6 separate regions of the Mus musculus genome follow, and regions 1, 2, 3, 4 and 6 are each linked to region 5. Evidence: chromatin contacts called from public Hi-C, HiChIP or PLAC-seq and promoter capture Hi-C data. All regions are on one chromosome and are shown on one strand. The core of a region is the stretch at or near the end of the contact, and the rest is flanking DNA. Distances in the headings are between cores, read along the strand shown. Region 1 holds the start of D430019H16Rik (RIKEN cDNA D430019H16 gene). Region 2 has its middle 17 kb from the start of Gm46376. Region 3 holds the start of Tunar (Tcl1 upstream neural differentiation associated RNA). Region 4 holds the start of AU015791 (expressed sequence AU015791). Region 5 holds the start of Glrx5 (glutaredoxin 5). Region 6 overlaps D430019H16Rik (RIKEN cDNA D430019H16 gene).

Region 1 (4,172 bases), core at 105-2,604, 420 kb after region 5:
GCCCTCAGGGCTTAAAGACCATTGCTTAGTCTGTGTAATTGTGAGCCTGAGCCTTTCATGGCTGGGCCATTTCTCCAGCTCCATTTATTCTTTCTGTGTGACTGCATGGAGGAGGCATTGTTGTTTAAGTTGTACACCACACATGCACACACACATACACACAATGCACACATACATACATATGCACTCACACATATGCACACATAAACACATAGACAAACACACACACACCTACAAACCTCTGCAAGAATGGCTTCATGGTGAAAGTGCAGTGGATGTGAAGGTTCTGGGTGGGCTGAGGAACTGCCAGGCCATAGAGCAGTCGTTCTCAACCTTGGCATCACGACCCCTTTGGGGTCAAATGACCCTTTCACAAGAATCGCATATCAGATATCCTGCATATCAGATATTTACATTACGAACCATAACAATAGCAAAATTACAGTCGTGAAGTAGCAACGAAAATAATTTTATGTTCAGGGATCACCACAGCATGAGGAACTGTATTGAAGGGTTGCAACATTATGTCGGTTAAGACCCGCTGCTGTAGCCCGGTGGGAACCAGTGGGGTTCCGGGGGGCACTGAGACTGAAGGCCAGTGCTTGGCCTGGAAGGGTGCAGAAGTGATAGATGCCAGAGTGAGGGAGCGAGGAAGAGTTGAGCCTGGAAGAGTTAGAGACCCAGGAAGCAAGAAAGGAAACAAACCGGAAGCACGGGGCAGGAGGTGGGAAGGAGAAAAGGAAGGGGGAGGGGGGAAAGAGACTGGAGGGATGGACACACACACTCCCAGAGAGCAACAGGCCCCTCTGGGTACCTCTGTGGCTCCCTTCACTGCATCGATAACCGTGACTTGGGCTACTTTTCTGGTAACTGAACCACAGGCACTGTTTGCAGGTTATGTATGCGATTCACTCCATGGTCTCCACTAAGGGCCTTCCTACAGCTCATCCTGTGGAGACATAATCCCTAGGTTCCGTTACTCCCATTCTACAAACGAGGATACTCAGATTCAAACGAGCACTAATTCACCCAAACCGCACAATACAAAAATGCTAGACTTTCCGCTTTGTTCTGCTCAGTTCAAGAGCCAAGCCTTCAGAAGTGTAGGAGCAGGGTTGCCACCGAAAGCCAGACACATCTACTCAAACAACTCCCGGAAAGCACTTTTGGGGCTGGAGTCAAGTGCCCTGGGAAGGGCACCCATCGCCCCAGCTGGCTCGCCTCAGACCTCACTTTCCCCATTTGGCCAGGGTAGAGAGAGGACTGCTAGAAATCAAGGGTCTGGCTTGGCCCGCCCTCGGGGGTGTGGTTGGGAGTGGTCACGTGGAGGGGCGCCGCGCCCGGGGTCTCCCGCCCACTTGGAGGCGTCTGGAGCCGAAGCCTGGAGCCAGCCAGGGCGCTGAGAGGGCTGGAGACTCGCCACCACGCCAGGGCTGCTGAGGTCACGGTCGCCGGGGCCCGAGGGCACCTGCTCGCGGTTCCGCCCGCTCTCTGATAATTGTGCGGGAGGCTGGACTCGCAGCGGCGACGGCGACGACAGCAGCAGCAACAGCGAGGACTGGAGCAGGGGCAGCAGCAGCAGCAGCAGCAGCAGCAGCAGCAGCCACACCAGCCGTGACACCATGGATCTGTCTTTTATGGCCGCTCAGGTAACCTGGAATCTTCCCCCCACGCGTCCTAGGGTCTCCAAGTTTGCAGGACCCCAGCCTCGCTGTCCTCCCGGGTGCATCTCTTGCATCCGTGGCCAGGTCCTTTGTCCCGAGCCGGGGAGCCCCACCTGGTGTACGTACTCGGGAGCTTGACTGTCCTGGATGGAGTGGCCCATACCCCTTGCACATCGAGGGGTGCAGTAGGGCTGTCTCCACTGAGCACCCCTACTTCTGAGAAAGACAGTTCCGAGGAGCCTGGGCAGTTGAAGTGGCCCCTCCCTGCCCAACCCCCACCCGCTGTTTGCTCTGGAGCCCCTGGACTGGCAGAGGGGAAGCTGCTCTCCCCATTCTGGTTTTGCTCGGCGCTGGTACTTGTTGGTGTCCTCTGGGAACCCCCCACCCCCTTTCTTCTCCACTGTGGGTGGGACTTTAGTCTCTAGCGCTCAGGAAGGCAGTGTGACAGGGCTTTGTGATAGAGATGCATGGTTTAAAAGCATTTTTGCTTTGTGCTGGGTTTGAGCAGGGAACCACCATCCGTCCCCACACAAAACAGGTTCCTCGTGGCAGGCGGACAAATGACCTCTTGGCGCTCTGCCTGGTCTCCGCTGCAGGAGAATCCCCTGAGTTGTGATCCTTGGTGTTCTCTTGAGCCAGAACAAAGACACACACCCTTTTCTGGGATTGTGTGTGGCCCCTGGGAAGACCCAGAGTCGACCATGGGTAAAGGCTACATTTGGCCGGACACAAGTCCCAAACCATGATATTTCACCTTCTGAGGTTGTGCTGGGAGCAGAGTGATAGGGGCGACATCCTGTCTCCTGGGTGCTTGTCAAGGACCTGCCCCCCCCCCCCCAACACTGCTGCTTGTTTTCCGGAGTGATGTTCGAAGGCACACTTTCGCCAGACTTTTGCCGGTGTGTTGGAAGTCTGTTTAAGATGTAACTTCAAAAGCCAGACTGGATATGGAGGGTTGTTCCCAAACGGGAACATCAAAGGAGCCAAAGTCCCCAAGTTGGCTCTGGGGAGTCAGGACCCCAGGCTTTGGGCTAGCTCTGAAGCAAGCAAGCTGTGAGCTCTAACAGCTCCTGTAACATGACCCAGCTAATCATATTCAACCCGTGTGTAAATACCATCATGTGCAAAACAGTCACTACCACTCTCGATGTAGGTGGGCTTAGCTGAGTGCTAACTGAAGAAAGAGAAAGCTCACAGGATGTCTGAGGCTGCCTCCCTCTCTGCATCCCACAGAAGCTGCTGTTCCCATGGTTACAGGATAAATTGATCATTACTAACTAACCTTGGGGCTGGCTAGAGCATCCACAGTTGCTATGGCAACCTGACAAAATAAACAGGGCTTTTCAGCACCTGTGGGCAGAGCTTGCTGGAGTCTGGATTGTGTGGTGGTGGCTGTGTTTGTTTTTGTTTTTGTTTTTTATAATTCACATTTCAATTGGTCAGTTTGTTCCTGCCAACAGATGGCATTGATTACGCACTCAGCACCATGCTAGCTGAAAAGAAGGAACATGTGAATGGGTGCACCAGCAGAAGACACACTAAGGTTTGTTGAGGACCTACTGTGTGTGAGCTCTTGCAAGTTCTATTAGCCTGGAGTTGTACAGATTGGGTGCCCGGTGTTAGGGAGAACAGTTGGTAAGGAAGGAAGCCGGCTGTGAGTCTAGACCCTAGGATCTGCATAGATTGGGCATTTCCCCCTTCTGGCTTCACCCTAGGGACACATTCCAAGATGGCTCATCATCTCCCTTCTTCTGGAGGAGCTGGCATCTTGGTGCCTCCTGTACAAAACAGGCCCAGTTGTGCTCAGCATTGCTTCTTGCTGTAGACCTGTCTCACTATTCCCATCAGAAGAGAATCTCTGTGTTTTTGTAATATGAAGGACCTAGCAGTGGGTGAGAGTGAGCACTCACATCTGGTGTGTGTGTGTGTATGTGAGAGAGAGAAAGAGAGAGAGAGAGAGAGAGAGAGAGAGAGAGAGAGAGAGAGAGAGAGAGAGAGCTTCTTTCCTCTTCCCAGTCTTATCTGGCAGTGAGCACCTGCAGAGAAATATTGGCACACAATTCACTTCTTTAGCCCCTTGTGTCACATACCCTGCCAAGCACTAGGATAGGGTGCTGAGGAACAGAGTTGGATGCGATCTAGGTCATCTTTCTGGGTAGTTATAAGGCATTGGTGAGACCAGGACCCAGCAAAAGAAATAGACCAAGTGTTGGGCTCAGCACTGAGCCGGTACATAGTAGGTCTTCAAAACGTCGCTCTTGGATGTTTGGATGAGAGCAAGATGAGGTGTGTGCTCACTAAAAGACACTCATGTCGACAGAGTCAGTGCAAGATGTCAGGTGTGAATACCATCAGTGGGACTCTGAGGAGGCAGTGGACATAGTAGGATGACAGGCCCCGAGTAAGCTTGAGAACGAGCCTCCTCAAGAAGGTGCATGGAGGTAGAGGGGCTCAGGGTAATTCAGAGCCCTTCAGGAAGCTATAGGACAGGAGATACAGTGGATCTGG
Region 2 (3,691 bases), core at 518-3,017, 390 kb after region 5:
AGCCCCTCCTCGTGACAAAGAATTGATTCAGCTTCGAGGCACACTCTGCGACAGGAGGCAGAGGCAGCATTTAGAGGGACAGGAAGGAGTCCAGATTCAGTCCTGGCTTGAAGTGACCTTGGGCACGTCCCTCCTGTTCACTAGCTCTTAATCTCTTGGCATGGATCTGATGAAAATGTTAGTGTGTCCCAATCAAGACTCTGCAGGGCAACCAAGCTAGTGGGAGCTACTCTATACCCACATATGCAAATGCCCACCCTCACACCCATGCAGCACACCCAGCAACACACACCTGGTAGAGCTTACACATCCACAGAGATGTGGAGGTCTCTCTGTTTATGTTTCTGTACAGCCAGCCCTCAGAACCTCTAGGTCATCAGTTCCAGGACCCTGGGAGCTACTCACGTCTTCAGATGTTAAATCCCTTGCACGATGGTCCCATGAAACCTACAAACATCCCCACATGTCCTTCAGCCCATCTCTGAGTTACTCGGAGTACACAATGCAGTGTGCCAGGTAGTTTGGGAACGGTGACAAGAAAACGTTTGCACCTGTTCTATACAGATGCAGTGTGTTTTCCAAATATATATATATATTTTTACTCAGGACTGGTTGAATCTTTGAATGTTTAGCTACAGAGGGCTGTATTTTATAGATGTGTATGCTCTGGGAGTATTCTCTCTCTTTTTTTCTCTCACTCCATATATACACATACACATACACATACACACACACACACACACACATACACACACACACATACATACATACATACATACATACATATATGGGCACATACACACACATACATACATACATATATATAATCTGCACACATGTATGTATGTATGTATATGTGTGTGTGTGTGTGTGTGTGTGTGTGTGTGTGTGTGTGTGTGTGTCTTGTGTGTGTGCACTGAGAGGCAGAGAGGAGAGAAGAAATGATAGGGGGGAGAGAGAGAAATTTATTTTAAGGGTCTGGCTGTCATAGTCATGAGGGCCAGCCAACAAGTGTTAAGCTTCTAAGATGAGCTGCAGACTGAACATTACAACAGTTCACGATGCCTTGAGTGAGAACTTCAGTTCTGTGCCTCTGACCCTTGGCTGCCTGTAAGTGACTGAGCCCTGTAGGGGAGGGTGATTGCTTCCATTTAGAGCCTCTGACTGCAGCCTTTGCCAGGAGCTGAAATCTTATTGTTTTCCGAGCTGATCTCACACCTGAAGAGCATGTGTGTGCGTGCATGCATGCCTGTCTCACTCCATATATACATATACATATACATATACATATACATATACATATACATATACATATACATACACATACACATACACATACACATACACATACACATACACATACACATACACATACACATACACATACACACACACACACACACACACACACACACAGACATACACATACACATGCATATGCACACGCGCACACACACACACACACACACACATACACACACACACACACACATACACACACACACACACACACACACACACACACATACACATACACATACATCCCTCCTACTCCGGAGTCTCCCAGCTCAGTGCCCCTCCTGCTGAGAGAGGAGGAGTTGTCAGCGGTGCTCAGGTTACATTGTGCAGGAAACAGAACCCAGGGCTTCCTGCACAGACAAGCACTCCCAGCCTGAGCTGCTGTGTCGTCGTCGCAGCTTGACCTCTGTCTCTACACCTGACATCATGGCCTCTCTGTAATGCTTCAGTGCAGCCTGTTACATCATCCATTACACACTCAGGGTGGAGCTAGACCTGTGCCAGGTCTGTCTAAGCTCTAAGTAGCTGGAGCCTGGCCTTGTGGCTTCATGTCTGGACCTACTCAAGGATTCCCAGTTACCGAGTGTTTGGGCCTCATTCACATTTCCTATTTTGCAAATAATTCTAAGACACATCTGCCCTGGTGTGATTTCTATTCATAGGACTGAATATTACGGGCTAAGTAATTCATTAAAAATAGATAAAAGGCTGTATGAGATGCACCCAGAACAGCCAACACCTAGATCAGAGTGGACCAAGTAACAGAGACTTGGGGCCCTGCCAAGCTGACATCTAGAACTAACCACACCGTCCCTGGTGACCTGGAAGGTCTCTGAAAGCTTTCTGTGTCAGGGGCACGTTACCCTTAGTCACTAGCAATACCAGGGAAGCAGGAATGATCCGCCTCCCAACCCCCCAATGCAGCGTGCGACAGAAAGCTCTCCTCCCTGTGTTATTCCCAGGTCATACTTTAGAGCAGTCAGCCTGACCCGCAGACAGCCCCACTCCCATGCACTGACTCTTAGAGCTGACAATGTCCTTAGCTGTCCATGCGGACATCCGGGGTTATTCACCTCCATGACTAGAGAGAGTTAAAGAAAGTAATACCAGCGGACTGCTTAGCAGGGTAAGCATATTCGAAAACATCTCGTTGCTCAGAACCTTGCATTTCTTTCCTGCCAGTCAAACCCCATCTGTCAAGCTTGCATTCCCACCCCTTCCTGAAGTCACTATGGTCATGAGCATCCGCTCTAACCCATCAGCACTGCTGCCCCAGTCCCTTTCCAATGTTCCCCCTGCTCTGGTGACCAGGTGCCATGTGAGTACCATCTGGGGACACTGCTTTCCTGACTGTCCCCGACAGCCCTTTCTGTGTCCCCTTCCCATTTCCCTCCCCCCAACCACCACCCTGTCAATCTGTTTAGGCTGCTGCTGTCTTAACCCACTTGCTGTGTTGCCTGCCCCTCCCTCCTTGACTCCGCAAGGGTAGAGCTCTACCTGTTTGCTGACAGCTAACTCCCCCAGTGTCTTAACGCATGGACTCTGCCCTGAGGATGGTTTGATCACAGTGACTAATCACCATGCGGAGGCAGTAGTTGAGGGCCTAATGAGCAGCCCATAGATGCCACCCGGCAGCACCCAGACTAGGTGGGACAGAGCTCCGGTGTGCAGTGAAGAGAATGTGAACACATGAAGTGGAATGTGAGCTTCCACTTCGCAGCACTGCTTAGAAGTTTGAACCACCCAGGAGCCAAGAAATTCTCTCTGAATGCCCCTCCCCAGACCACCCCCAAACACACTCGGCTGCCACATCAGCTAGGTCACTAACAGAAACTCGGGCACAGAAAACAGTATGGTAAAGGAGCTGTGTGACTCACTGAAATGCTTGCTCTGAGATCCATGCAGAAGACAGGCTTGTGCAGCCACATCAGGCCCCGGCCCTCCTGAGATAAAGCTGGCTTAGAGGACCTTGGGTTGGCAGGGTACTGACTGATCTGGGTTTAGCCTCTGCTTCCTGCCCCTCCTCAACCTCACTCCAAGAGGCCACCTCCGACCACTCCTCAGGGCAGGGCCCCCAGTTTGCAAAGGTGTTGCTCTAGCCTGGGTCTACGCACTTGGCATGTCTCCTTACCTCTTCTCCTGCCTTGGCTCACCCTCGTGCAAACTAGATATTACAAAGTGACCTGGAATTCCTAGCTCCACTTACGCGTCTGTCATCAGTGGACTCCACATCAGGTTTGAATGTAGCACGCTGCACCATCTGTCATACCCACAGGGGCAGAACTGGGCCTTTATGGGGTCCATCTTGCCTTCTGAGTTCCAGCCTGTCTGTATGTAGGTTGTAGGCTGACAAGTACTCAAGGATTCCTAGTTAACTGGCGTTCAGGATTCA
Region 3 (4,256 bases), core at 326-2,825, 300 kb after region 5:
ACCAAGTGACATGTCAGATTATTCCTGCAAGTGGGAAGTTAGCGCTGAAGAAAGCCGGTTGAAAAGCTGCGTCACCCATAAAAACTGGGGGCAAACTCAGAGGTGCTGCTCCCAGTCTTGCTGAGAAATGTCAGAACATAACTGTTGCCCCAGGGGCTAGGAATGACAGCCGTTTTCTGTTGAAAAATAAAATGCTGTAGGGAGGAGGGTGCTGGTTTCTATTTGGAAGGGCTAGTAGTGGGTTCAACAATATAGAAGAATAAATGAACAGAGAAAAAGCCCTGTTTTGGGGCCAACTCTGACAACAAAAACCTCAGCGACCCCTCCCCCACCCCCATTCTCAAAGTCCTCCTGGAGGGAGGGGCTCCTCGCTGCAGAGATACTGGCTTAAGAATTGGGATGTGGGTCCTGGGCAGGTGTGATTCTCTGGAAGGTCGGTCTTCTGCCTCCACCTCCTCATAGTCACCCCAGCCAGGACAACAGCAGCCTTGGAGGGAGTGAAGGATGAGGCTGGGTCGGTCCTCAGGGAGGTGGCAGCTGTTCCTGTTCTGGGGCATTAAGGAAGGGGCAGGATCTTGGCAGGTTTGAGGGTCCTTTAGACATGGCAGAGTCCTTGTATCCAGCTGAATCCAAGGGTCTGGGTTCTACCTAGAGGTACCCACTGCATTTGAAAGTTTGCCTCACCGTCTTTGGAGGCTGTGGTCCCTGTCTGCTTTGACGAGGACTCTTTTGTGGGCCTTAGGGGTGCATTTTGGAAAGGTTCTGGAGAACCAAGAGACACCTTACAGAAAACCTAGTTACAGTACACTTTACAGAAAACGCGTGTTCAGATTTAGGTACCCCAGGGGTCAGTTCTTAGCTATGACCTTCGGGGATGACTATTTTGGTTAGGATGTTAAGTTACTTTGAAACGTCCTATAAGCTGTAAAGATTTGGGCATGCCTGGGCCTGAGGCCCAGTCTGGCCTGAGAGGCCGCAAATCCTTAAGGAGGAAGGCACATGGAGGCAGGTCTTTGACCTCCTGAAACTAGACACCTGGTCACTGGTCGGGCATCAAGGGGTGAGGAACAAAGCTGTCACTACCTAGCAGCCATCCTCTGGTTCCCCGAGAGGTAGGAGGAGCTCGGTGAGATAGTCCAGAGCTTCCATGATGAGCACAGCGCAAGAACAAAATGTCCAGGAAGAAGAGAGGCAGGCCAGGAAAGGGGTGGCGCCTCTCTCACCCAGGTTCCTGGGTCTCCAAATACTCCTTGTGGGTGGGGGCGTCTCACACACACCCACACGCCCAAGGCCACATTCACTGGCTCATCTCTGCATTCCTGTGAGCGGCAGGCCTCCATGAGCCACATAGCCGCCACCTGCTGCTGTAACCCCAGCACAGGGGAACCTGCATCACCCTTTTCCCTCCATCCACCCTCACCCAGGAGCCGGTTCCAAATCCTCGGGACCAGGCAGAGGCCACGTCTTCCCCGGCCCACTCCCCAGCAGCGACGTGGAGGTAGAGGGAGGAGCTTTTGCCGGCAACGCCAGCTTCCCCTGCCCCCTCTCCCTCTAGAGCTCCCCTCCTCTCCTCTTTCATTCCCCTCCTTATCCCTCCTCTTCTCTCCCCTTCCCTCCCCGCCCTTCCCCTCTGCCGCAGCCCAGCTCCTAGCGCGTCAGCGTGGGCTTCCCGGAGCGAGTCGCTAGGTAACAGGGCTAGCTCCGCAGACCCGGGCCAGGGAAGCCCGCGCGCGTCGTCAGCATCTGCGCCGAGGGGCGGGGAACGCACTGACACTCCCCTATCGGAGCCTGCAGACCCTTCAGCTGGTTCTCAGTCCCCTCCCTGGATGCCTTAAGGGTGGCTATTGCCACCGCGGAGTTGCCCCTCCCCTGCGGGGACCCCGACGTCGCCGCCCCCTTCTCCTCCCACGCTGGTCCGCACCACTCTCCGCACCGCCAGGTAGGCGACCCTCCGCTGCGGTTGCGGTGGCTGCTGGTAAGCTGCGATCTGGAGCTGAGGCGGGGACTACGCCACTAGCGGGGCGGCTCGGGCCACAGCGGCCGGCGGACCGGCCATGTGCTAAAGTTTCTGGGGCTCGGCTGCCCGGCGGGTGCGCGGCGCGGGGCGCAGAGCGCGGTGGGTGGGGCGCGCGGTGCTGCCCGCCCCCAGCCCCGCGGGGCGCAGCTCAGTGTGCTCTCTCACGCTTTCTTTCTCTCCTTTTCCGGGCGCAGCCACCCTCCGAGATCTTCCCGCCGAGCCCAGGCGTGGGGCATGAGGAGCCCCTGGGTGTCGCCTGCAGACAACCCAGCCTCGCGCACACCTCGCCAGTCGCTGACAGGGACATGAACAGCATGATTGGGTTCCGGTGTCCGGCGGCCAGCCTCAGCCGGAGGCGGCCAGTGGGTCTGCGCTGTTTGGGAGAATGAGGCAGGAACCCACGGCAACCTCTCTCTCCTCCTTCTCCTCGCCTTCCTCTGGCTCCCGCTCCCCGGACCCGGGCCGGGCTGTGGCTCTGCTGCGTGCCCTGCGCGCCCCCCACCTGCCTCCGGATGCTCTTCTCGGTAAGCCAGACCTTTCGCCTCGGGAACAAAGCCCCTTCACAGGATTCCGAGGCTGCCTCCGAGCCCCCTCTCCAATTACTACCCAGTGCCTGGAATCTGTCCCCAAACCCTACCTGGCTTCTGAACAGCCTAGGTGCCTTCAAGACCCGGTGTTTTCCTGGGCTCTCTGGGAAACAGCAGCGGGCTTAACACGCAGGCAGGCAAGAGACCTGTTTGGTCTAGATAAGCATCTATGTGTGCAACCTGGATTCGGACTTAGTCACCAGGGGGAACTGGATGTTTGGTGAGTGTTCAGTCATTGCTGGGTGGTGGATCTCCAAACTGCTCCAAGGAAGTAGGGTCCCCCCTCTCCGTGTATCAGACGAGGAAACTGAGGCCCAGAGATACTAAATGTGCTAATCAAGGTCACAAGGTGGGAACCAAGGTGCTCACCACCTCATCAAACTGATCCTTTGGTCACAAACACGCCTGCTTTATTTCCTTCACTAGCTGCTTCCGTCTCAAGAGCCGCTGCATGTGTGTGAAACTACTTCCAATGACGGCCGAGACGGAATAAATTACTAGTAGAATGTATATATCGTTCACTTCTCCTTTTAGCGATGGCAATCATCATTAGAAGCCTCATCTTAGTTCAGATTGAGGGAATGGAGGCGTCGTTACTACATTTTTCTTGTGGTTTCTTTCTGGGCTCTGTTTTCCAGGGTCCTTGGAGGATGCGGAACAGTTTTAGTTACTCCCATGTGTCTTCCTTCTGTGTTGTGTGTCCCAAGCAAGTTCACCCTCACTCAGCCTTTTCCCGGGGGTAAAACCCATCAGCACCACCCAGGCTGCTTGTGCAGGTATTAGAAATAGCCTCTTCACAGGGGCTGGGGGCTGATTCCAAATGGCCATAAGGCAAGCGCCACCTGGGTCCTGACTCACAGATGCCATCTGTCTGTGTGTCAGCAAAACTTCACACTTCTTAACCTAGAGGGAGAGGGGATAGCTTTAATACAGATATGAGCCTCTTGCTCACCTGTGCAGCACGTGACTCTTCGCCCAGATGCATGTAGATGGTCCTAATCAAGATCGTCACGGGGGAATCGTGTGGTCCTTGTCTGAGCACCTGCTTAAGGGCTTGAGTGTTTAATTCGTCTGTCTACACCATGTGGAAAGTGATGGTGTTGGAGCAGGGGCAGACCTTCTGCCACAGAGGGCTCAATGCCTATGTTAGGTGATGTCTCAGATCCCTCTCAGATCCAGGACTCTGTGAGTAGAAGAACTAGTGGGCCACAGGCCTGAGCTAGGGTCTGGGGCTCCATCAGACACGGACATATGTAAACTGAATAGACAACTGTTTTCCAGGAACAGTACTCCCTGACGAAAGAGTGGTGAGAGTCTGGTTCAAGCCAAAGGAGGTGATGTCTCAGCCATAGTGGATTATCTATTAGGTTAAATAATGGCTATAAAATGTCCCTAGGGGCCAGACTGGGGTTATTGGATAACTTAGGCATTTCAGTGGAAGAGATGATGACATTGGCCCCTAAGAACTGATAAAATTCAGTGTATCACCTTGACGTACAGCAGGCTAGGAAGCAACATGGCCAACAGGCCTTGCTGCCCTCTGAAAAGGATCGGTTACAGTTTGTGAGTGAACTCTAGCCTGAGCCACCAGTGAGGAGAACAGGGTGGTGCTTTGCTCTTCCGGCTCTACCCTCTGGTGATTATGTTAATGA
Region 4 (3,804 bases), core at 56-2,555, 480 kb after region 5:
GATCCATGGAAACCCCCTCCTCCACCATATTTAGAAACTTTATCAGACTGTTGCCAAAACAAGTCAACTTGGAGCTGTGACAGATGCGGTGCACCCGGCTACCAAGGAAGCTTTCTTGTTTCTGAGATCTCAGCAAGGGGTAGGCAAAGCAGTCGGGCAGTGCTCACTCAAAGCAGTGACCAGTTGGGTGGTGATTGCCCAGCCTGGAAGTGGGTGTGGCTAAGGTGTGGGCGTGGGAAATGAGGAGCCTGGAAATGTCCACATATACATTGACAAAGGGAGGAAGTGACCACACAGGCCAGAAGGGGCTGCCGCTGGGAGCTCATGTCTGTAACTAAAGCTATACAATGTTGCACCTCCAAACTTGAATGAGTCTTGTGTCTCTCATCCCTAAGTAAATGGAGTGGGTCTTACACTGTCCAATCACAGCGCTCCCCTGAAGGGCTAGGGTACCCTCCACCCGTCTGTGGGAAGAGCCTGACCTTGGGTGGGATATTTGAATCCCAGTACCAGGTAACTGTGGCACTCGGAAATGGAAACTGTGGGCACGCAGGTGCTCAGGGACTCTTGGCTTCTCTCAGTTGCACAGCCACAGTCTTCGTTGTAGATGTGGTGACTGGTTTCAAGGGTGATGGGTTTCTTAGTGTGCCTCTTCTGCAGTTCCATGTGAGCACAGTCTCTGACCCCTGCTACTGGAGATGGCTCACAGAAGCCAAACCTACTCCATCTGGGGACCGGACTCTATCTTTAAAAAAAAGAAAAAAGCCTGAAGGGCTGGAGAGATGGCTTAGTGATTAAGAGCACTGATTGCTCTTCCAAAGGTCCTGAGTTCAAATCCCAGCAACCACATCGTGGCTCACAACCATCCATAATGAGATCTGACACCCTCTTCTGGTGTGTCTAAAGACAGCTAGTGTACTTACATATAATAAATAAATCCTTGGACCAGAGTGAGCAGAGGTCCTGAGTTCAATTTAAAAAAAAAAAAAAAGCCCTAGAAATTGACCTGCAGCTAAACCCAAGCTGTAACCAAGCACAGGAAAGACCCTGTGCTTTGTCCTTGGCCCATACCCCAGAGTTACTCCCTAGCTATTTCCTCGAAAGAGTCAATCAGAGATTAGTCTGATTGTTTCAGATGTACTTACAGACCATTTGTGATTGTTCACGGTTTTGCTTCAGAGCACCCACCTGTTGGCTTACAATAGTCATAAAATTAGACACTTGCTAGGCTGATCTCCTCCCTCTTGCTGGTCATTTCCTATAAAGCCTTGTCCCGCTGAGAGCTCAGGGCTGCACCCTCCTGTTCTGCTGCATCAGAGAGGGTGATATAACCCAAGCTCACACTTGTAACTAAAGACCCTAGTGTGATTGCATCGGAGTCGGCTTCCTGGTGATCTTTTGGGGTTCACGGACACCTTCTGGGACAGCAGCTCCTGTTCGGTTTGGCTTCCCTGTTACTTGGATAAAACCCTGACCAGAAGCAACTTGGGGTTGGGTGTGGGGAGTGGCTGTTTTGTTTTGTTTTGTTTTGTTTTGTTTTGTTTTGTTTTTCTTCATCTTACAGCTCCAAATGGTAGTCATCACTGAAGGAAGCCAAGACAGGAATCTGGAGGCAGGACCTGAAGCAGAGGACCCTCAGCGGAGGTTCCTATCCTGGGTAACAAGTGGACACCAACTAGACAGAATATTCCCCAGCCCTGCTGTGACGGGTAGTCACTGTGGACAAGACTGGTGTCTGGTACCAAGGGAAAGGTGGGGCAGCAGACTAAAGCTGGAGTTCAGGGCAGGCTCGGGGTCTTGGTCACACACCATCATATAAGGAAGAAGCTCAGAGCAGGGTTCTAAGGTGACATGTGACATGTTCAGGTGCTGTGTGCTATGTTCCCTGGGCTTTCCAGGTTACACAGAAAACTTGCTGTTTGAATGCAGATCCTGGGGTTCCACGAAGGCACTGTGCCTTTGGTTATACGTGAGCCTCAGTTTCCTCTTGCCAAGGAGGGTGGGGTGAGTATCAAATAGGCGCTGGGTCCCATGTGTCCCTCAGGTCCAGTGCACAGCGTGGCTGCTGCTTCTCCTTATAGACTGTGAAATGTAAGATACCCCAAGTCCACATATTGTTGGACTTTCTTTCTTCAAGTTGGTGTGGTGTTCTGAGAGCACACATTTCTCTGCAACAGCCACGCCCCAAACTGGAATTCCCAAGGATGCATCACACTGAGCAGGACGGTTCACTCAGCCCCAAGCGTGGTCGCCCATAAAACTTGACACGGACACGGTGCCCCTGGCAGGTTTTATTTATAATCTGCCTGTGATCTGCTTCGGGAATACAAGTGAGTCTGTGTGGAGTGGCTCTCAGGTGTGGGGGTGGATGGAGTGGGCGGGGGTGTCACATAATTGTTGCTGCGTTTGCAGTATTTTCTCCCTATAATCTGGGAAGCTCTGCATGCTGGAATAATCTCGCAGGGAATATTCTGAGAAGGGACCTGTCTTCCTGTAATGAAAAGTTTTGGAATTATTAGTCCTAAGCAGCATCTTTGAGATTATCTGTGACCTTGGCCTCCCGATCAAATAGCAATTGGAAGAGCTCCTTCGACTGTCTCTCAGAGAGGCATTTTCTAATTAGTACTTGGAACCTTCCAGAACCAGAAGCACGCCATTTAAGTCTTCAACGCTCATTCCGTGGTCCTCAGATCCTCAGAGGAGGCTCTGTGTCCGCACCGGATCTGTCTCCTTTGAACCTACCTTTCTGGTCCCCATTCAGTCCTGTGCAGTCCAGAGAACCTGGCAGCTCTTCTGCAGCCAGATCTATCTTTGAACTGCTGTATCTCTTGTGGGTGAAAATGTGGGGCTCTGCTTCAGAGCAAAATTCAAAACAATCCAGGCTCTGGCAGGCTTTCTTCTTTCCACTGGTGTTTGTACTTAGTGTTTAATAAATATGGGGAGGGTCAAAATATGATGTCATTAGCACAAATTTGATTGAACATATCCGGGTTTTGTTTCTGGCCAGTGCTGGAAAGTGACTTGTGATCGCATGCTTCCTAAGTACGTGCTCACTAAGCTGCACCCCCCACTCCCTGTATCAAATTAAAAAAAAATAAAAGTAAGGGCATTGTGTTTGTAAATGGAATGGCTGGAGCTATGCAAATTTGTCACTCAAGATGACAACACCCTTAAGGCTTGGTTCTCTTCAGCTGAGTCTCCTGGTAGTGCAGACAGCAGCGCACATCACACTCCCATGCAAAGACACTGGTGCCCACTCGCTGTGACCCCCCCCCATCTACTCTGGGCATCATCTTCCTTTGGTGCAGGAGGTGGAGGTGACCCCCTAGCCTGCCCTCCCACTTGCCTCTTCGGCAGTTTACCAGATTAGTAGCCATCTCAGACTTCAGGTCAGTCCAGATCCGTCCCCACAGCTTACAGGAGAAAAGTCTGTGCCCTTCTCCAAAGCCAGCACAGCAAGTCACACACAATCCAAGTTCAGCACCATCCAGCCCCACCCTCAGGCTGCTTCCGCTCCTGCTGGGGAGTCCTGACCACCACAACTGCTACAGCTCAGGCCTCAGATCCCCAGGACGTGGCTCAGGATGACAGTGGCTCAGGACTCAAAGGGGATCCTGGGCAAATCTGCTTCAGTAAAGAAGGATGCTAAAAGTGTGGGGGGGGTGTAAAGCTGACCCCAATATACAGCCACTGAGACTTCTCATAATCTTCTTCTAGAGCTAGGATCTTTGGGGATGATCCAAATTGAAACAAGGGTGTATGGATTTCACATCCCTAGTTAGCTAGTCACCAGCTGTGACTTCC
Region 5 (4,165 bases), core at 696-3,195:
ACAGCAGTGTAAACATGAATAAAAGCTTCCGGGCGCTGGGGCGATTTAACTGACACTCTGCCGTTAAGGACACAAAAGGTTGGCTTTCGGAGCAGCTGTTTTACCTCTGCATTTCTTGTAAACATCTTTGTATGGTACCTGGAATCAGAGGATCTGCAAAATAACAAGATTTTAGTTTGGGGCTTGCCATCAGAAAAAAATAAAAAAACCAGGAATCAATACAATGACAAGGAACCCGCCAGGCGGTTGGTTCCCATCTGTCTTCAGAGCGAGTGGCTCCGGTTTCCCTCTGAGCCACAGCTTAGCACATCCCATGGCTCACTCTGTGTGAACTCTGATTTTTTACATTCACTCCCCGGGTGCAAACAGACCACCTCCGGCAACACGCTTAGTCGCTCGAGGTTTTGTGGCAGTACTTAGTGTCCAACAGAAACCGCTCCGTCTGCTAAACAATATCTTGACTGCCAAGCTTCTCTGACTGTTGGTGGATCGACAATGACACGGCACAGCCATTATCACCGTGGCAACAGTACCCAGGCCCTATCAGAGGAAAATTGCACATGGGCCTGCTGCCTCTCGAGCAGGCATGCCTCAGCTTCCTCTGTTGTCTGCTTTCTCTGCAAGTCTGGTGTGCTCTAGGGTACCGCTAACCCAGCGCAGGGCCAAGACTGCAGATTAGATAGTGGGCTGCGGAGGCCTGCTGGCCAGGATCTGGATCTGCGTACTACCGGCGGGAGAACTGACCACACCCGGGGCTCTGTTCTAGGGGGAAGTCCATGTAAAAAAACGACGCGCCTGCCCACTCTTCTGCACCATCCCCAGCAGATGTGCAAGCAAGCACTCTACCCTGGGGCCATCATCATCTACACCGGAATTCACTAAGAGAATACTCTCTTTTATTACTGTCTGTGTGCATGTGACGGGGTGGAACTCTGGACGTCGCTTACACTAGGAAAACGACTTCCTACTGAGCTACATCCTCACCCTCCGTTTTCCCTCTTAAAAAGGGTCCTGCTGTACGGCCCGGGCTGACTCGGGCTTATTTAGAACTCCTGAGTTCAACTGATCCTCCTGCCTCAGCCTCTTAAGAGGCAAGGCAACGTTGCAGACAATGGCCACAGGGCCCGGCAACCCACCAATTCCCTTGTTCTTTCAATCCTTCCCGACCCCAGTAGTCACCGAGACCCCAAAGCCAGCCGTCCCACGGCTAGAGCACTTTACACGTTTCTACGAGAAGAGCATCATTCTAGAGGCCAGGGAGAGGGCTCAGCGTGCCAAGGGACTTACCCTGCAAGCTAGAGTTCCATCCCCGGACCCTTTATAAAAGTCGTCTTCTGAAGATGCATGCACGCAGATCATACATACACAATACTTATAGTTTTATGCTAAAAAAAAAAAAAACCTCATTCTGGAGGAAGAATCCCACGGGAGGCCGCAGGACACGGCTTGGATGTCCATGTGCATGGCGGGTCGGAGGCTGGAGCCCCGGGCAGACCAGGACACGCCAGGTTCGCGGCTGGCCTCAGCCGGTGAGGCATGGAAGGCCACCTCCTCTCTGGTGCACGCCATCGCAGGACTACCGGCCGCGTTACCGTAGCAATCACCGCAAAAGGAACCGGAAGCTGCGTCTGGACGTGACTCCTTCCCGGCGTGCCGCGGGCGGCAGAAGCCCCGCCTCGCGCCTGCCCTATCATCTTGGCGTATCCGGCCAGGCCTCGAACGCCCGCACGAGGAAAGCCGGCTTCCTCTAGTCACGCCTCTTCATGCCCTTCACCGACGGACGTCCGATTTGTCCAATCAACACGCAAAGCGGTCGTCCTCGCTCACTAGCAAGCCTGTAGGACGCGGCTCCCAGGGAAGGCCCACCCTACGGTGTAAGCGATGTGATTGGTGGAATTGAGCCAGTATTGTCCAATCACGAGACTCATCCCAGAGCTTGTCCAATGAGAGCCTCTGGTGGGCCGGCCGGACACCACGGGCTCTGTAAGCCCTGGAGTGGCCGCAGAGGCGGTGGACAGCGAGCGGGCATGAGCGCGTCCCTGAGCCGGGCGGCGGCGGCTCTGCTGCGCTGGGGGCGAAGCGCTGGTGGCGGTGGCCTGCCCGGAGCCGGCGTGCGGGCGGCGAGCTCGGGCGGCCAGGCGGAGCAGCTGGACGCGCTGGTGAAGAAGGACAAGGTGGTGGTGTTCCTCAAGGGGACGCCCGAGCAGCCCCAGTGCGGCTTCAGCAACGCCGTGGTGCAGATTCTGCGGCTGCACGGTGTTCGCGACTATGCGGCCTACAACGTGCTGGACGACCCGGAGCTGAGGCAAGGTCAGGCCCGTGGGATCCGATTGCGAGGGCGCGGTGAACTTGAGCAGATCCCGAGGAGCAAGGGCCTTCCCTGGTTGTGTAGCCACATGGGCGGAGGGTTCGCCTCGGCCCACCTCGGGGCGAGATGTTTCTGACTGCATAGGAGAGGGGGTAGTCGGCATCATGATCCCCTCTGAGCAGGTCGACTGGGGAGTGGCTGGCTGAGAGGGGGACTCACTGCGAATACCCTTGGGGACAATTTGAGGGCTTGGAAGCCAGCAGCGTACTTGCTAGGTGAGGGACTGATGCTACTACGTATGTAGGGAAGAGGTTTCAGGCTTGCCTGTGTGTGCCTAACGAGGTCAGAGGCTGACTAATAATGTTTAAGGCCCCGAGGGTCAGGGACTGTCTTCTTGCTGGAGAGAAGGTTTCACCATAGTCTAGCCGGACTCACGTTGGGAAAGACACGAAGTTTGTTTTTTAGATACTGTAGCATCAAAGAACAGTGTGTGGAGACTAAGACATGGTAGAGGCTCAGCGGAAAGAGGAAGCCACTAAGAAAACTTCTGACCCCCGACCAGATTAGCAAACTGCGGCCAGGTTGGGCCCAAAGGGCAGAGAGCAGAACAGCTTTTTACTGGCCCCAAGGCAAAGCGACTGCGTCCTGACGTCTAGTTGGAATCCTTTATACACAGTACCAGGCAGGCGCCTTTCTCTCCGTCTTGTGCTTGCTGTGAGCGAGGAAGAGAAAGGCCAGGGATTTGGTTCTGATTCTTGGCAAGAATCGGTCAAGGTGGGCCGGGTAATGGGAAAGCTGCCCCCTCCCCGCACCCTGCTCCTCCTTCAGTGGAATCCGGGGAACCCTGTATTCAAGTAGCCCCCCCCCCCCCATCTTACTGATTTAGTGCTCTGGGTTGGTCACTGTGCTGAGAGGAGACTTGTCTGTGTTAGAATGGAGTATGCAACATTTGCAATTACTGATTATAGTTGTTCGTCGTATGGTCATTCTTCTTGATGAGGCTGGGGCCGTGGAGAGCAGGTTTGGCTTGGAATCATCTGTGGTGGGTCTGCAGCACAGCCTACTGTAATACTACTTCATTATACTGCCTTCTCAGTATAATGAAGATTATGACACCGAACCTGGCAGAGTCCACGAGGAAACGAGAGAAAATAAGAATTACAGCCGGGTATAGTAACTCACTTCCATAACCCAGCTCTCTTCAGGCGGAGGCAGGGGGACCACCAGTTCAAAGTCAGGCTGCACTGCATTGTGGGAACCCCCCACCCCCTTCTCTACTGTATATAATAATGTCATCCTCTCTGGCACAGAAGGCACCCACCACGTGGCAGCAACTTTATTATTGAATCTGATGGCTTCCAAAGCACTTTTCCTCCATGTTGTTAAGTGGCTAACCCCACACTTGTTCCCTGTGATAGTGTTGATGGGCGGTAAAGCAGAGAAAGGGAGGCGAGGTAATGAGTGCTAACAGGAATGATGGCAAGCCAGGCATTGTGCTCTGAACCCTGCGTTTTCCTCCTCAGCTAACATTTGGCTGCTTGTGAGGCTCTGGGGTTATCTGGCTCAGGGCATGCAGTAGCTTTGGGTCAGAGGTGGCTCCCTGCAGGGGAAGATAAGGGGCTACTCTTCGGCCTCTGAGCTGGGACCTACCTGCGGTAGCGTGTTGCCCTGCTAGCGGGGCTCTTAGCAGACAGCTGCGTTGAGGATATCTCGTTTAACATGGGGCCTGAGGATCTTTGGCTTAGACTTTCCGCTCCCCTGTGAGTGTAACTGGAGGTTCGATAGAGTGGGTACAACCAGCATGAGTAAGAATAGCAAGACCTGTTCTGTCATCCATCTCTCATCATTAGGTGCTCA
Region 6 (4,278 bases), core at 241-2,740, 460 kb after region 5:
TTTGTTGCCAAGAAGTAGGGGCATAGAGTGTCTTCTGAGCCTCCTAGAATCCTCAGCAGGGCAGGACGCTGGGCTGACACTCAGCTGTTGTGTGTTGGGCATGGAAGTTGTGGGATGTTTGCTCTGGCTTCCTGCCTCCTCGTCACACCCCTGAGCCTTTCCCTGTGCCGAGGGTGGGGCACTCTCATGAGAGAACCCAAGCCAGCATTGGGAACGGGAGTGTGCTGTGACCCAGTGCTATCTGAGTGCCTCTTGGGAGCTGCAGCTGGTGGTCTGTCCCCTACCTTATCTCCATGGAGATGGCAGGTTGGGGAAGGATCTGTGTCTGCTGTACTGAGAGACAGGACAGGAAAGCTAAGGACAGCTTCTAGCCTTGTAAGCATGTCAGTGCTTTTACACACACACACACACACACACACACACACACACACACAGGCACACAGGCACACACAGAGAGAGAGAGAGAGAGAGAGAGAGAGAGAGAGAGAGAGAGAGAGTCAGATGACATCTTTCCTGCTCTCCTAGATCAGACAGAGTGTTACATTGTAGACAGTGTTACATTGTCACGGACATGGGAATCCCCTTGCCAACCTGGCATCAACTGGTCACATTCTGCCCTCCTATTTGCTCCAGTTTCCTATCTGAACTTCCTCACCACAGATAACAGTGAGGAACAAATGACAGGTCCCAGCCAGAGTAGCCAAGGTGCAGCCCACTGTCCTTCCTGCCTCTGCTTGGCTCTGTCTTGGTCATCAGCTAAGGGACGAGCAGGCCTGAGCTCAGTGCTTGAGTGTTGTGAGCAGGCATGGTGCTAGATTTTTATGCACAGCCTTCATCCTTCCATCACCTCATAGCAGCAAGGTCCGTCGTGCCCAGAAAGGAACCAGAGGCCCAAAGAAGTGGAGTAACTTCCGTCAGGCCACACAGTGTAGAAGCGAGGATCCTCTCTCTCCACTGAGGTACATTTGAACAGGACTTGAGTCATCATAAGGTGTTTCCCAAGGTATCCCAGCTTGGGATGGCTCAGACCATCAGAATGGGACAGCTTCGGCTTTGTCTACACCCCAGGGATAATGAACCTTCCCCCACCACTTAAAATCGACCTTCAATCTCCATGTAGGTCTCCAAGAAGGGTTCCCGAAGTAGGGTTTCTTGGTCACATGTATAAGGGGCCCCCAGCAAGGCTTGCAAGCCCCAAGGAACTGCACATTAGGAAGGTTTCAGTGACCAGCACTGCAGTCAGATTGTGTAGCAAGCTGACCCAAGCTGGGGTACAGTCTTTCTGTGAGCCCCAAAGCTCTCCAGAGCAGAGGATAGCATCTTCTTGGGGACCCCAGCTAGTACCCCATTGCCTTCTCCCTAGGTAAGGCGGGTCCCAGAGCCCCTTTAATTTGACAGGAAGGCCCTTACCTTTTGGGTATCTGACCCTTGGAGAAGTGCTGCCCTTGCTGAAATGTTCCCTGTGGTCCATGAAATCCAATTAGAGGAACTTATGAGTTCCTTTTCTGCCTTGCCCAGAGAGGCCACTGTCCCTCCTTGTATGCGTTTCTAGGATCCCAAGGATCAGGAAATGGGGCAGGTCAGTGCCACACAGCCAGAGAGGCAGTATGCCAGCTTCTGGTCCTGGCTAGGATGCTTGTCCACTGACTAGGATCTGTGTGGGAGCTAGAGCCACACACGCAGCTGAATATGTGATCTGGGCATTGTGGCCCTCTCCTGCAGGGGTATGGCCACCCTTTGTCATCAATGGGTAGTAAAATGGCCTATCTCTCCTGCTGCAGCCAGTCTTGCCTATCTCTCCTGCTGCAGCCAGTCCTACTTACAAGATCATATATTTCCCAAGTCGGGACCAAGGAGGAGCAGTCAGAGACCAACTGGCACATGGGCACCTGTGCCAAGCCCTCCTAGCCTCTTTCCTCCAGGGCCACTCTGTGCAGGGTCTGGAGGAGAGAGAGGGTGCTAAGCTTCAGCTGAGAGCCCCGAGGTACAGAACACAGGCTCGGTGGGGCTCCTTGAAGAAACCGGGGGATGAAATTATGAGCTCTGGTTACCCCTTGTGCAACCTCCTGAGATCAGAGCTTGAGCAAGACCTGGTATGGGGGAGGGAGGGAGGGAACCACAAAACCCACAGGGCAGAGGGCAATGCACATCACTACCAGCGTGACAAAACCCTGCCATCACTCAGGACAGATGGAGGCTACACCTGGAACACAAGTCTGCATGGTTGGGCCTGGCTCACTGTGGGTGCCGTCTGTGGTTTACTGATGGGAAATAAAACCCAAGGGCCGAAAAGTTGCTCAGTGGGTAGAGCATGAGAACCCTGAGTTCAGATCCTCAGAGCCCACATTAAAGTAAAACCAGCTCTGGGAGGAGGGGGGAAGATAGGCAGGTTCAGGGGGTTCGCTGGCCAGCTACTAGAACCAAAAAAGATGAGCTCTGGTTCCGTGAGAGACGATGGTTCTTCTTTTGTTTGCTTTGAGTTTTGTTTTGCTTTTTTAAATGGTGAGTGGATAAATGATTAAGGAGGATCCTTGATGTCAACCCCTGGTCTCCACATGCAAGCAAGTACAAGTACCTACACATGTACATGTGTGCACACATGCACACGTAGACAAGATAGAGAGAGAGAGAGGGAGAAGGAAATCCAGGTGACTCAGGCCTTTCCGAGGACAAGCTTGAGCACAGTAGTGTCCTCATGACTGTCAAGGCCACATCATTGGGGAGACATCGTCTCAACCTCCCCATCTTTCTGCCGATGGCTGCCTCAAAAGCATTTCGGATCTGCTTTTCCATGGGGCTAACTCCCAGCCGATGTGCGTTCAGCGTGCATTGGCCACAGGGTACTTCGGAGCGAGCCCTGGTTCTTCATGGAGCCCTCTGTCTGGTGGAGTAGCCCAAGTCTATGTCTGCCTCCTGTGGTCTTTCTTGATTTTTTTTTAAGACTTGCAGCCTGTATGAGACCTCATGTGACTGAGGATAGCTGTGCTTTCCACCCAAAACAAAATCATACACTTAAAACATTACGAGTTTGCTTTTTCTTTTGTCCTTTGTAACTCAGTTGCTCAGTTTGGGGTGGGAACTTTGCAGATGGTGTCACTGTGCTGAAATGTCAAAGCATAAGACCTGAGAATCATTGGCATTTGCAGTTCAATGTACTGTTATTACATTACCAATCGTTCTGTGTGCAGGCTTGCCAAGAGGGCATGGATGCCCAACCTCAGGTGGGTTTGAGGGCATTGCCAGGTGGGCTGATCTGTAGAAGAGCAGAGTCTTGTCCCCAGATTTCCCACCAGAGAATTCCCGTGATTCTTCATTTCAGGCGCCATTGTTCCCCAGGGGACATTTGGCAATGCCTAGAGATCATTCTTGTCTCGGGTTTACAGAGGAGTGCGGAGGTCCTGCCTCTAGAGGGTGGAGGCCAGAGGTGCTGCTCATCCACACACACAGGATGGACCCTATGGCTGAGTGCTACCCAGCCCCCAAATGCCAACGGCACCGAAGATGGGAGACTCCATCAGACCTCAGAGTCCAAATCGATGGGGAGTTTTCCAAAGCTGCACCCGTCATGTGTGAGTCAGATCACACGTGGGTCAGAGAAAATCAGAGCACAGAGGCTGCTCAAGGTGAGAGAATGTCAGCCATGTGACTGCTCCCTGGGTGGAGATGACCCTACGATACAGCCAGACTGCTGAGGCTGAGCCTGCCTCCCACCTGTGACTCTGTCCAGGACCTCTGAGGCCTGCCTCTCACCAGGGCACCTGAGAAACATGATCAGTGGAGAGCTCCTGATGGGGACAGGAACAGCATCTGACAAATCCAGGTCTCCTTTCTGACCCTCTGTGTCCCCCAGCCCTGCTCGCCAAAGCTGCAGACATTCTAACTCTTTCTTCTGTCTAACTCTTTCCGGAATTCTTACCCATCACCTGCTGCTCACGGATTCCAGCCGTTCACCAGGAGAGCATCAGCCAAGCTTCTGTGTTTGTGACGATTGCTTAGCCAGCTTGTAAATGTGACATGGAGGTACTTTAACTGTTGTTCTGGGTCCCTGCTGCCCAGGCACCTGGTTCTCTGTGTATTACTGGCTTCTATTTTGCAGCAGAAAGGTTCTTTGCTGATGTAAGATTAACGTGTGCTCTCTTGAAGGTATGATGGTGACACTTCCCTGTGTTAGCTTTCTTGCTATGGTTGTCATTTTCTATTTCAATTAAACAAAAGGAAGATTTAACTCTGTGTCTGGCTCCCACACACTTGTCTTTGAAAGCCACAGCTCCAGGGTCC

What was found. Hi-C and Micro-C count contacts between places; a contact is called where the count stands out from the background. HiChIP or PLAC-seq counts read pairs in DNA pulled down with a chosen protein or histone mark. Capture Hi-C pulls out chosen DNA fragments and counts their contacts.
Region 1: a contact with region 5 is called in a promoter capture Hi-C map of pancreatic islet. The contact joins the promoter of D430019H16Rik here to the promoter of Glrx5 in region 5. A contact is called at or near these places in 7 of 39 promoter capture datasets (the C10 cell line, cranial neural crest, embryonic stem cells and 4 more), 1 of 484 Hi-C or Micro-C datasets (embryonic stem cells), 18 of 115 datasets of contacts at active chromatin or transcription factors (SST interneurons, craniofacial prominence, embryonic basal ganglia and 11 more) and 2 of 9 other capture datasets (embryonic stem cells and pancreatic islet).
Region 2: an H3K4me3 HiChIP or PLAC-seq map of forebrain shows a contact between it and region 5, with 7 times the contacts expected there. The contact joins the enhancer-like site here to the promoter of Glrx5 in region 5. A contact is called at or near these places in 15 of 39 promoter capture datasets (the C10 cell line, HPC-7-derived erythroid cells, cranial neural crest and 9 more), 4 of 15 datasets of contacts at CTCF or cohesin (embryonic stem cells, hippocampal excitatory neurons, pro-B cells and 1 more), 46 of 484 Hi-C or Micro-C datasets (B cells, the C10 cell line, DN2 thymocytes and 25 more), 29 of 115 datasets of contacts at active chromatin or transcription factors (VIP interneurons, astrocytes, bone marrow-derived macrophages and 17 more) and 1 of 9 other capture datasets (embryonic stem cells).
Region 3: an H3K4me3 HiChIP or PLAC-seq map of embryonic stem cells shows a contact between it and region 5, with 15 read pairs. The contact joins the promoter of Tunar here to the promoter of Glrx5 in region 5. A contact is called at or near these places in 1 of 39 promoter capture datasets (hippocampal neurons), 5 of 484 Hi-C or Micro-C datasets (all in embryonic stem cells), 8 of 115 datasets of contacts at active chromatin or transcription factors (embryonic forebrain, embryonic hindbrain, embryonic stem cells and 3 more) and 2 of 9 other capture datasets (embryonic stem cells and pancreatic islet).
Region 4: an H3K4me3 HiChIP or PLAC-seq map of stem cell-derived neural progenitor cells shows a contact between it and region 5, with 42 read pairs. The contact joins the promoter of AU015791 here to the promoter of Glrx5 in region 5. A contact is called at or near these places in 3 of 39 promoter capture datasets (the C10 cell line, embryonic stem cells and hippocampal neurons), 8 of 115 datasets of contacts at active chromatin or transcription factors (astrocytes, bone marrow-derived macrophages, embryonic stem cells and 1 more) and 1 of 9 other capture datasets (embryonic stem cells).
Region 6: a contact with region 5 is called in a Hi-C map of erythroblasts, with 3 times the contacts expected there. The contact joins the enhancer-like site here to the promoter of Glrx5 in region 5. A contact is called at or near these places in 9 of 39 promoter capture datasets (the 3T3-L1 cell line, the C10 cell line, embryonic stem cells and 4 more), 1 of 15 datasets of contacts at CTCF or cohesin (large pre-B cells), 13 of 484 Hi-C or Micro-C datasets (B cells, the Ba/F3 cell line, the G1E-ER4 cell line and 7 more), 19 of 115 datasets of contacts at active chromatin or transcription factors (acute myeloid leukemia, astrocytes, bone marrow-derived macrophages and 11 more) and 1 of 9 other capture datasets (embryonic stem cells).

The regions. Positions count from the first base shown.
Region 1 is chr12:105,452,502-105,456,673 of GRCm38.p6, forward strand. D430019H16Rik (RIKEN cDNA D430019H16 gene) reads left to right here and starts at 1,355. Exons shown (of 2, transcript NM_001252508.1): 1 at 1,355-1,649. The coding sequence starts at 1,623.
Region 2 is chr12:105,418,949-105,422,639 of GRCm38.p6, forward strand. No RefSeq gene overlaps it. Among named protein-coding and RNA genes, the nearest start is that of Gm46376, 17 kb to the left of the region's middle. Within about 2 kb of position 1,768, at least 6 of the 459 cell types and tissues checked have an H3K27ac peak or open chromatin away from gene starts, as enhancers often do. A contact at or near this core is called in stem cell-derived epiblast-like cells, where this site is marked.
Region 3 is chr12:105,335,019-105,339,274 of GRCm38.p6, forward strand. It overlaps Tunar (Tcl1 upstream neural differentiation associated RNA), which reads left to right and starts at 1,576. Exons shown (of 3, transcript NR_045047.1): 1 at 1,576-1,939; 2 at 2,212-2,541.
Region 4 is chr12:105,512,128-105,515,931 of GRCm38.p6, forward strand. It overlaps AU015791 (expressed sequence AU015791), which reads left to right and starts at 1,306. Exons shown (of 5, transcript NR_102381.1): 1 at 1,306-1,440; 2 at 1,565-1,644; 3 at 1,899-2,004; 4 at 2,178-2,330; 5 at 2,624-3,122. Gm40565 (a long non-coding RNA gene) reads right to left here. Exons shown (of 3, transcript XR_872958.2): 3 at 2,285-2,491.
Region 5 is chr12:105,030,673-105,034,837 of GRCm38.p6, forward strand. Glrx5 (glutaredoxin 5) reads left to right here and starts at 1,946. Exons shown (of 2, transcript NM_028419.3): 1 at 1,946-2,310. The coding sequence starts at 2,028. Snhg10 (small nucleolar RNA host gene 10) reads right to left here and starts at 1,607. Exons shown (of 2, transcript NR_003145.3): 1 at 1,288-1,607; 2 at 1-153. Gm46374 (a long non-coding RNA gene) reads right to left here. Exons shown (of 3, transcript XR_003950254.1): 2 at 3,187-3,429; 3 at 2,306-3,020. Mir3069 (microRNA 3069) reads right to left here and starts at 469; the gene lies at 405-469. It also overlaps Scarna13.
Region 6 is chr12:105,488,866-105,493,143 of GRCm38.p6, forward strand. It overlaps D430019H16Rik (RIKEN cDNA D430019H16 gene), which reads left to right. Exons shown (of 2, transcript NM_001252508.1): 2 at 1-4,230. Among named protein-coding and RNA genes, the nearest start is that of AU015791, 22 kb to the right of the region's middle. Within about 2 kb of position 1,491, at least 27 of the 459 cell types and tissues checked have an H3K27ac peak or open chromatin away from gene starts, as enhancers often do. A contact at or near this core is called in acute myeloid leukemia and erythroblasts, where this site is marked.